Linked DNA regions of Mus musculus: regions 2 and 3 are each linked to region 1. A link is a contact called in public HiCAR-type and promoter capture Hi-C data. All regions are on one chromosome and are shown on one strand. Each heading gives the region's core, a stretch centred on a gene start, on an enhancer-like site or on the middle of the called end of the contact. The rest is flanking DNA. Distances are from core to core; before and after follow the strand shown.

The links. Promoter capture Hi-C pulls out the DNA fragments that hold promoters and counts their contacts. HiCAR-type assays count read pairs that join an accessible place to other places.
Region 2: a HiCAR-type map of astrocytes shows a contact between it and region 1, with 9 times the contacts expected there. The contact joins the promoter of Slbp here to the promoter of Slc4a1ap in region 1. A contact is called at or near these places in 3 of 39 promoter capture datasets (hippocampal neurons, liver and pre-B cells) and 2 of 115 datasets of contacts at active chromatin or transcription factors (astrocytes and large pre-B cells).
Region 3: a promoter capture Hi-C map of liver shows a contact between it and region 1, with 2.6 times the contacts expected there. The contact joins the promoter of Rnf4 here to the promoter of Slc4a1ap in region 1. A contact is called at or near these places in 2 of 39 promoter capture datasets (liver and pre-B cells).

The regions. Positions count from the first base shown.
Region 1 is chr5:31,525,165-31,528,876 of GRCm38.p6, reverse strand. Slc4a1ap (solute carrier family 4 (anion exchanger), member 1, adaptor protein) reads right to left here and starts at 1,882. Exons shown (of 14, transcript NM_001347328.1): 1 at 1,193-1,882; 2 at 639-834. The coding sequence starts at 1,855. Supt7l (SPT7-like, STAGA complex gamma subunit) reads left to right here and starts at 2,115. Exons shown (of 5, transcript NM_028150.2): 1 at 2,115-2,262.
Region 2 is chr5:33,650,204-33,653,832 of GRCm38.p6, reverse strand. It overlaps Slbp (stem-loop binding protein), which reads left to right and starts at 1,259. Exons shown (of 8, transcript NM_009193.2): 1 at 1,259-1,638; 2 at 1,754-1,870. The coding sequence starts at 1,580. Tmem129 (transmembrane protein 129) reads left to right here. Exons shown (of 4, transcript NM_026698.3): 4 at 1-617.
Region 3 is chr5:34,334,686-34,338,260 of GRCm38.p6, reverse strand. Rnf4 (ring finger protein 4) reads right to left here and starts at 2,011. Exons shown (of 8, transcript NM_011278.5): 1 at 1,720-2,011. It also overlaps A830049F12Rik.

The sequences.
Region 1 (3,712 bases), core at 633-3,132:
GCCTTATTAGCCCCAACTATCTTTTTCTTTAAAAGTTTTATTTTATGTAAAGGGGTACTCTATCTGTATGTACAATTACATGCCAGAAGAGGGCATCAGATGACATTATAGATCATTATGAGCCACCACGTGGTTGCTGAGGGCTGAGCTTTCTCTGAAAGAGCAGATAGTGCTCTTACTACTGAGCCATCTCTCGGCCCTCACCAACTATCTTTTTATAAGCCTGAATATCTATCATCCAAAATGTGGAGCTATACAATAACCTCTTGAATGTTTTGTACTTTGTGAAAATAGCCTGAGAGGTGAAAAAATATCAAATACTGATTTCTCAGCCAAAGAAATGAAGTAAATTTTTCCATGCCCTCCAGGTGATAATTAGCACTCAGAAAGCTCTCTCTCTCTCTCTCTCTCTCTCTCTTTCTGTGTGTGTGTGTGTGTGTGTTTAAATGATAAACGCAATAAGCAAATTACACGGTGAGAAAGAGGTGTATGTATAATGCCCATAATTCAACACTTTTACTCACTAAAGTTAATGACCCTGGGCTTGCAAATTACATTTACCCTACTTCAGCTGTAGGCCTTCTGAGCTGTATGATCAAAAGCACTTGAGGGTGCCACCTTCAGTAGTAGTTTCTTACCCATTCCCCACGTGCAGCCCAGCTCATCATCTTGACCACTTCTACTGCTCTTCCCTTCAGTGGTATTTGCTTCTTCTTCTTCATCTGAGTCTTCACCTAACATCTTCTTCTCCAATAATATCTGCTGCTGTTTACGCAATTCCTTCAACTGTGTTACTGTTAATTCAGATTCTGCCTCTCGGTCTTCCTCTGGTCCCTAATGAATCATGGGTAAAATATATACATATATGGATTCAGAAGTGAGAAAATTACTTTCTGAGACACAGCAACGTACACAGACCTGTGGGTCCAGAATGAGGCCTGTGCTTTTGTCATTGGTTACCAGAATCCTTTTACTCAACTAAACCTTAAAGAAACTCAGAATCGCCGGGCGTGGCGGTGCACGCCTTTAATCCCAGCACTCGGGAGGCAGAGGCAGGCGGATTTCTGAGTTCGAGGCCAGCCTGGTCTACAGAGAGAGTTCCAGGACAGCCAGGGCTACATAGAGAAGCCCTGTCTTGAAAAACCAAAAACAGTGAAGTCCCAAGATTTTTATTTTAGATTTTTCTACCTACCTGAAGGATAAAGAGCCGAGTGCTGCCTCCAAAGCGCATTACATGCCCGACGTGGACTCTACAGTAAGTGCGGGGTGGGATGCGAGTTTTGTTGAGGAACGTGCCGTGGGTACTTCCCAGATCGTAGAGATAAAAGCCCTGCTCATGACCCTCAGAGTCTCCGCTGGGATCCGCCCCCCGGTGCTGTAGTACAGCATGGTACCGAGACACGGAAGGATGCTCCAGACATATGTCACAACTAGCAAGTCTCCCGAAAAAGCAGCAGCTCGTGTCTTTCAAGGTGCGGGTGCCAAGGATGGTGCCACCCTTCAGGGTTTCGAGACTGTAGGGGGCCGTGGCTGGGCTGCCCCACGATGGCTCTCGGTACGGAGGAGCCCGGGTCGGACCGCCAGACGCAGGAGCTACCCGCGGGGAGCGGAGTTGCTCCACCGGTGGACCCCCGGTCTCCTGGCTGTCCGGCTGCGGTGGCGGGACCTCGGGCTCCTCACATCCAGAGTCCAGCTGCGCCGCGAGACATTCTTTCTTCACATCCTCAGAAACGGAGGGACTGGAGGCCGGAGCCTTACCCCGTACTGCGGAAGGCACTGGTAAAACCGGCTTCTTAAACTCGCTACTGACTTCCTGGGGAGCTGGCGCATCTAGCTGAGGGGTAGGATCAGCCATCCTTAGCCGGGTGCAATCTCAAAATGTGTCCCTCGGAAACCCCGACCCCTCGCTCTCTACGTTCCCGCTCACTTCTCCTCCTCCTTCCCACCTCCCTGAGGCTTCTCTGGACAGAAATGTTGGAGTTCCTCTTTCAAGACTCGCAGAGTTTTAAAGATGTGAATAGCACTAGGGAGTCACAATACCAGAAAGCGGGGAGAGGCTCTCAGAGTGCTGTGCAGGATACGGACATTTTAGGCGTTGCATGTAGGCTAGTAATAACTTCCTGTGGCAGAGGGCGATTGGGAAGAAGTGCTTCCGTGGCCTTGGTCCATTAATCAATAAACAAGGCTCCTAGGCTTGACCTAGTCCTCGACTCCGACCTGTCAGAGTCAGGCAGCCGCGTATACCACTCCTGGGGCAGGGCGGTGAGTATTTGAACTTTATTTTCTGGTTCCGGTCCAGAGCCACCCATTTTCCTGCTGCCTTGTAAATCAGACTTCCCAGGATCCTGTGGTCGGCGCCTAAGCCTAAGCCTCCAGATCCGGAGCAAGGAGTCCCTATCTGCAGCTCTCGAATTTATTCCTTTTATGAAGTTAGTAAAGAAGCAATTTATTATTGTTCATTCTTTTATTACTCGGAACAAAATATTGAGATAGCATGTTTAGTGGCTTAACAAACCTGAGCATCGAAACCTCTTTTCTTTTTTACTCTTTGTATTTATGATGTTGGCATGACCCTGGACAACAGCTTCCACATCTGAAAAATTGGAAATAGTAGTGTTAATTTGTCATAAAATTTATGGAAAATTGAACTAAGCCATAGTTAATATTATAACTCTTTGACAGAGGCCTGAAACTATACCAAGATGGCAGCCATAACAAGTGGGAGAATACAGATGAATAAGTCAACTAAAGTTAAGGTTCAGGGATAAAAGCAAATTCATGTAAATATACAAAGAAAGGAGATCTGTTGGGGGGAATGGTGATTTCAGGGATCCTAAAGAACAAATTCAAGTCTGATAAAGATGTAGAGGGTTCCTGGCAGAGGTCACAACTCAAAGGGTCAATTATAAAAATATCTCATGTTCTTGAGAAGCTGAGTGGTGGAGCTGGAGAGATGGTTCTGTGTGCTGCTCTTCGGTGGATCTGAGCTCCATTTCCAGTACCCACATCAGGGGAGTTCACAACCACCTCTAATTTGAGCTCCAGAAGGATCTGATGCCCTCTTCAGATATCCTTGGCACCTGCATACACATGGAACACACAAGCATATACTCAACCCCCAACAGACAACAAAAACGAATGTCTGTGAATGCATAGCCTGCCTGGTCTACAGAGCAAGTTCCAGGATAGCCAAGGCCTCAAAGGGAAACCCTGTCTCGAAATTAATAATTTAAAAATACAATCTTAGCAAAGGAAATAAGCTGAGGGGCCAGTTAGATGGCTTAGTAGGTAAAAGGCACTTGCTGCCAAGTCCGAATGCCCGAGTTCAATCCATGGAACCCACATGGTGAAAGGAGAGAACTGCCTCTCACAAGTTGTCTTGTGATTTTTTCATGCACACATACCCAAAATAAGTAAATGTAAAAAAAAAAAAAAAAGAAAAGAAAGAAAGAGAAAGAAAGGAACTGAGTAGTATATTGTTAGAGCTGAGGGCATTCATTTTGTCCAGGAAGCCCCTCACTTGCCTGCAGGACACTGAACTCACGCCTTTAAAGTAGCAGTGCCAGCTGCTGCTATACTGCAGTATTTTGCTTCTGTTATTCCCTCAGGACAAAGATCTTACACCGTCACACAATGTATTCATTTGATGTTTGTTGGACCTGAGGAGACATATAGGCAGTAAACCTGGAGACGTGAATTAAAGACGCTTAGT
Region 2 (3,629 bases), core at 10-2,509, 2.1 Mb before region 1:
CTTTTGTTGTCTTGTCCTGCTTCTCTAGTCCAGGGGAGACCAAAAGCTCATACTCCTAACCCTAGGAAAGGGTTTTAGGGAGCCAAGGACCAGAGAGCCACAGGACTATCCAGAAAGAAACCCATCAGGGGTGTAGCACAGGGTTAGCCAAGCCCCTGTGGGGTGCTTGGATCAGGAGAGGATACCTCAGTGGTTAAGGTTCTGATGGACGCACATATACATAGATGTACTCACTTATCTATGGTACAGATGGGTGGGGAAGAGGTTGCTCTTTACTCTCCATCTCTGACACAAAGTGTAGCTGCTAGAGGGATGACCTCTCCTTCAACTTGTCCTGAAGCACTTACATTTAGTTGTTGAAAGCAGTAGTAGCAGACCAAGCTAGCCCCTTATCCAGCCAACACTGCACCTAACCCCAGGGATTTGCTACCAGAGCAAACTCAGTTCTGCCTGTCCCTGAAGTATGACCAGGAGACAGCCAGTTTCAAGGGCTGTCTGCCTAGCAGAGGCCAAGTGGTTTGAAGTTATTTTTAACCACAGAAGAGTTAATTTTATACAAATAAATGTAAATGTAGTTAAATGATACAGTATTTAATAAAGTGTTCCTTTTCAAGTGATGTACTTCATTTTGTTTAACCTGGTAGTAAAACCAAACTTTTGCAGTATTTTACATAGTGGCTGCAGGATGTTGGGAAAGTCAGATGAATATAGTCACAGATCAGAAAGTCGTATAAGAAACCAGTGTCAGTGCTTGGTACGTTCAGAAGGACAAGCCCTTAGATGGCTCCACATAGTTACCACCATCCCACCCTCTCACGCTGCTCTGGGCCAGATCCACTCTTAAGGGAAGGGTCATGATTGCCCACATAGGACAGGTGGGATCTGCAGGGGCCTGGCCTGCGTGCTGGAGACTCAAGCACCAGAGGCAGGGCAGATGGCCTTGCGGGGAAAAAGAGGCCACTAAGTTATTTGGCTGTTAATGGATGGCTTGTACGGTTTTAAAGCTATGGGTATAAGCTAGAGGCGGGCTCTCCCGCCTTACTGTGGCGGTGGGTAGGAGGGGCCGGTCGGGATCTTGGACTGCATCTCGGTGGGCCGGCCCTCGCCGTGGCCACACCTCCTGACTTTGAGAGGCAGTGGCGCGCACTGCCCAATCTCCCGCCAATATCCCTCGGGCCCGCGAAGGGGCAACCAATCAGAGGCCCAGCTGCTACAGCGCCAGCCTCCTGGAAGGCCGTGGGGGCTGGGGGAGGTCGCCAGTTCCTTTCCGCCTTAGTCGGGCTGTTCCATTTCTCCCGCCCTTCGGACGGCCGCATTAGGCGTTGTAGTTTAGCGACTGCCCGCAATCCCAAGGCTTGGGTTGGAGCCGGGTCCGTCAGGCGGGCGCGCAGAGCTGAGAGGGACTCCCCTGCAGGTGCGCGTCTCATGGTTTCGCCCTTCGCCGCGCGCGCGCGGGAGTTACCGAGGGGCGGGGCCGCTGCGCACTTAAGGGCGGTTGGGCAAGGCGAGCTCAGACCTCGTCAGTGCTGTTGCCGAGTGAAGTGCTTGCCGCCGAGCTGCCCTTCAGACTTCTGCCGCCATGGCCTGCAGACCTAGAAGCCCACCCGGTTATGGGAGTCGCCGCGACGGTGGTGCGAGGTAAGCGGGTCATGCGGTCTACGAGTCCTCGACTTCTCGCCGTCTGTAAGCTAAGGGTTCCCTGAACCATCGGTGCTTGGGGGCCCCGCCCACTGACCGCAGTCTGTGTCCTCAGCCCGCGGTCCCCTGCGAGATGGAGTCTCGGACGGAAGCGCAGAGCGGACGGAAGGGACCGGAAGCCCGAGGACTCCGAGGAAGGCGAGCTCCAGACTGCGGACCACCGACCTGAAAGGTGGGTCCCGACTCCTTGGAAACGGGTTGGTCACTCGGGGGGTTTGGAGACGGGCCAAGGGGACCCTCATCCCGTGGCACTCGGGTTTTCGAAGCTGGTGGAGTAGATTAGCTTACTCTGGAGATTCTCTTCAGTTTTGCTCAGTGTTAGAAGCATCTTACCAGCGACTGATAGGTGGCAGCAAAACTGGTTTTATCCGGAGTGGGTCAGCCTTTATATTTTTCACTCATAATGTCAGTAATGTCAAGGACTACTACTATGAACATCTTGTTAAAATGTTTCGACCTCCAACCCTCCCCTGCTTCCGGGGCGGGGGTGGGGGGGAGAGAGAGAGTGAGTGTGTGTGTGTGTGTGTGTGTGTGTATGTGTATTGGGGCGAGAAATTAGGTTTTATTACCTGAGTGAAAGCGAGATACAAACCAAAATTGAGTCCTAGATTATTCATACTTGTAGTTGGGTCCTTCCATTTGATAAGCTTTTGCCACGGTGTTTAGATTTTTTTCCCTGAGGCATTGTGCTTAAGTCAGTGAGGTCCCTTGGTAGCCTGATGGAGGCGGGCTAGCAAGTGAAATAGTAATTCAGAGAGACCAGGAGTGCCTTAAGAGTAAGCTGGTGATGTGAACTCTTCAGGGAAGTGCTCTCTTTGGGGACCTTTGTGTAGTGATTGATGAGAAAAGCGATCTCAGAAATTTTGACCATACCTTCTTTTATGGGCTATGGTGTTTGCTAGATGGCTGACTAGAAGGGAGGATAAGATAAGCATGGGGCTGCCAAGCCCAGTGAAGGGAATTAGTGACTTAACTCAGTGACTTCTGAATACACAGGCAATGTTGATTGAGGATAGAAAAGTCAGCCTGATTGAAACCCTTGACCATTTCTGTTGATGCCAGTCATTTCTCATGATAACAGGAGCAAAGGATGGGCAGATCTATTTTGGGAGGAAATCTTGTTAACCTTGGGGAAACTTTCAGGTGAAAATGTGAAATTACCAGCACATCTCTGAAGACATTAGACTAGTTGTGGGAGTATAGGAAAGGCCAGAGGCCAGCCCTAAGGTAGATTAAAGGAAGGTGATAGCGTTTATATCAGTGATCTCAGGTGTGATCAGGAGTTACAGGCAGGAGAATTAGAAGTTCAAGTTCTTTATTTGCTACACAGTGAGACTAGACTATCTTGTCTCAATGAAAGCAAAACAAAACCAACCAAATAAAAACCTTATTGAGCTGAAGCTTCAGACCCTGTCATGTTCCCAATTATCTGAAAATAAATGTTAGGGTTTGTTTGTGTGTGTGTTTGTTTTAAGACAGGGTTTTTCTGCATGACCTTGATGTTCTTGGAATTCACTAGGTAGACTAGGCTGGTCTTGAACTCAGAGCTCCACCTGCCTCCCAAGTTTTGGGATTAAAAGTATTTTTATGTGTATGAGTGTTTTGTTTGATAGATGTGTACCGCATGTGTGCCTGGTGCCTGTGGAGATGAGAACATTGGAGCTCCTAAAACTGGATTTATGAGTGACTGTAGGGGCTAGGAACTGAATCCATGTCCTCTGTAAGAACAGCAAGCATTCTTAATTGCTGAGCCATCTCTCCAGTCCCAAATGTCAGATTCTTAAATTCTGTGGGTCTTGATATCTAGACACCCCCCCCCCCCCTTTGGTTCATAGGTTGCCACATAGCCACTTCGTCATGCCAATGATAGGAATGCTTTTAAAGACTGGGTCCCATTTTGTAGCCTTGGTAGACCTATAATTAATTCATGA
Region 3 (3,575 bases), core at 762-3,261, 2.8 Mb before region 1:
TCTCTATCAGGAAAAAAAAAAAAGACTTGGTAGTAGGATTCTTACAGGCCCATGATCTCAGTTGAGTCAGGAGGACTGCCACATTCAAGGCCTGCCAGGACTATCAAGGAAGTTCAAGGGTAGCCTAGGCAACTTAGGAAGACCCTCTCTCAAACTAAAAAGTAAAATGAGGAGTTTGTTTACCATAGCAGGTAATGCATTAGCTTTATAGAGATCCAATAAATTAATTGAAACCGAAGTAATCTCATAAAAAACAGGAAGAGTTGACTTCACAAAGTTGTCTTCTCACCACCAAATATACATCATGGCACCCGGGTGCCCACATCATACAACACATCAGTATTGGTAATAATAAAAAGAGGACCAGAGATGTAACTCAGTAGTAAAGGAGCTGCCTAACATTTGTGAGGCTCTGAGTCCAATTTCCAGTCCCAACAAAACAATAAATACCCTTTGTTCAGAAATGAAATAAATATTACAGTCACCAAGAAACCAACTTTCCTGGGGGGGGGGGGGCGGAACAACCAAATAAGCTAGGAAACAAAACCAAAACTGTTATTGAAATGGAGTCTCAAGTAGCCCAGGCTAGCCTCGATTCCACCTAGGACCGAACATATCCTCAGATTCCTGATTCTTCTGCCTCTACCTCTGAAAGGCTGGAATCACAAGCACTCTTCAAAGTACTTAGTAAGCAAGACAACTTTCCACTCATTTCACATCGAACTCACAGGCAAACCGGGACGCAAGTGTTTTCTCCAACCATTAAAAAGAAAAAGCACCAGGTGTGTGTGGGGTCTGGGCTGGAGAGAGGTTCCCTCTCACCATTGTCAGGAACAAGAGTCAATCTGCAGGCTGAAAGACCTCAGACTACCTCAGCCTTTGTGAACCTCGGGCTCCCCCAATTACTTGGGCAACCTAAACTAAACGGCAGACCGAAAAACTGAAGCTTAAAACGCCCAGGGGTAAAGTTTAAAAAAACAAAAAGCAGGAACGCCCATATCTGGACTCCTCCCCCGCCCTAATCAAAATGTGGACAATGGCGTCCACTGCGAACAATGTTAAAGGTTAAGTTTCCTATCCCTGTGTACAGATGTGGCCCTGAGGGAAGGGCCCGAGCAGGCACCGGGCTAAGGATGGAGGTCGCAATCGCCCGCTTGACTAACCATAGATAGAACCAAAAGTGGCTCCTGGAAGCCCAAACCCCATTCAGCTCCAAAGCCCGCAAGCGTCCTCGGCACTCTCGCAACTTAGATACGGCCCGCCACGCGGCCCGGGTGCCCCAGCAAACTCGCAGGCCTCCGGAAGGCGGGGCGGCGACGCGACCACACAAAGGCTGCGTCATCAGCAAGGAACAAAAACCTCGCTCAGGTTCTCTGCAATCCGCCCGCCCGGCCCCGAGAGTGACCTTGGGCGACCCCCAACCCTCGCCGAGCCTCAGTTTCCCTTCCTACTTGGCGAAAGAGGTTCTCCGGCCAGGCCGCGGGTTGGCGAGCGGATACCCCCACACAAGACATTTCCCTACTTCCGACGACGGCGCCGCTCCATGTTCCGACAACCGCGTGCTCTCCGGGAAAGAGGCGGCAGAGGGCCCAAGCCGGAGAAGCGCGGTTCTGCGAGAGGCGGGCGGCCACCAACCCCAGTGCGGGCCGAGAGGCCGCCCGCGCTCCACGCCCGCACCGCCCTGCCCCGCCGCTTCCATGCTGCGGAGCCCAGCCTTACTTGGAGCTGGGGTTTGCTGCCAGACGCCTCGGCTGATGAGCTCGGGCAAGGACGTACCGACTCCAGCCGCCGCTGAGGAGACCCGTTCAAGCAAGCCTCCACCGCCTCACGAAGACCCACTTCCGCTCGTCCGGCACCGGCCCGCCCTTCTCAGCCCTTATTGGCCTCTCCCGCCTTTTCTCCCGTGCTCTACCGGTTTAGGAGGATAAATTGCAATTTTATTGGGTGAGAAAACCATCTATTACCACTTTGAAATACACCTTCTTCCGGTCACGCCCCCCGCCTGCTTGCGGGAGCTTCCACTTCCCGCGAGAGTGCCGCCAGTCGCGCTCCTCCCACGAGAACTTGGCGGTGTCGTTGCTGAGGCGCGTCGCGAGCTTGCCCGCTGGGTGTTTGACTTTTCGTTTGGCTTCTGACCTGGTATACGGTGGCCCTTACGGCTGCATCTAGCCCTAAACCATAATCCGTACCCTTCTCCGTCTCCTCGGTCGTTAATGAGGCGTACCAGAGACTCGCCCAAGGCCCCAATTTTCTGCTGATCCACAGGCAACCAGGCCGGGATTCGCACCATAAGTGCCAGGCTCTTAGGCATGTCGGTCCCCGGACTCTCCCTCGCAGGAATCCCATCATCTGGACAGGGGGCTCACCTATACGTTTGGGAGGCCTACCTGGAGGAAGCTTGAGGACTAGACGAAAGAGAACGTCCAGTTAGACATTGTGTGTGCTAAAGGCGGGGGAAGGTAGAGCTGGGCATGCCCAGGAGTCTGCGGGTTAGCTGCCCAAGTGTGTCGGGGCAGAGGCGAGAAAGGCAGGACTCAGAACACAAGTCCCATGGAATGCAAAGAACGGCCTCGGGCAAGACCAGGGCCTGGAATTGGGTCTTAGGACATCTCATGTTACAGAATCTCTCTTACCTGAATCTGAAAACCAGTATAATAACTTTAGGCAAGTCTCAGTCCATTCACACCTATTACAGGTTATCCATTTTACCTACTTCTGCCGGTTAATAAGAATGTGAGTGCTAACAGGTAATACAAGTCCTGCTGCTCCTGGGCTAGGTGGAGGGATGGGTTTAGCAACTGGAAAATGATCTATCCATAGATAAATAGCAACTAGAAAGAAATAGATGAGGACCCTCAGACTACTTGAGCAGATGATTTGAAGGTTATCCTAAATGTGGTTGAATTGCTTCTGTGGGGATATAGATCCTGGAAGATTGATTAACATGGCGAAGCAGATCAAAACCCGACCGTTAATATTTTCCATATTACAATCTCTGACGTTTTATGGAATTATAAGAGAACTTAGGATAAAGTGTGTATGATAAATACATACCTGACTCCAGTGTAAAATGTGTTTTGATGTTTTGGGCATGCTTTCCAAATGTTATAAATAGGAATAAAGAGAACTTACATTTGTAAGAAAAATGTAGGTATTTCTTATAATTTTTTGAATACTTAAATCAGGTGAGACCAAAACAGGAATATATACCCTTATAGGTTAAAGGTTCTGTTTGCAGTTAAACAGTTAAATATTTCTTGCCAGGAAGTAGTGGCCCACACCTTTAATCCCAGCAGAGATTAAACTCAGGAGGCAGAGGCAGGCAGATCTCTAAGTCTGAGGCTAGCCTGATAGGCTAGTTCCAGGACAGTCAAGGCTATACAGAAACACTGACTCAAAAAACACCAAAAAAAGCGAGCAGTGGTGGCGCCTTTAATCCCAGCACTCAGGAGGCAGAGGCAGACAGATTTCTGAGTTCCAGGCCAGCCTGGTCTACAAAGTGAGTTCCAGGACAGCCAGGGCTATAACAGAGAAACCCTGTCTCAAAAAACAAACAAACCACCAAAAAAGTTTAT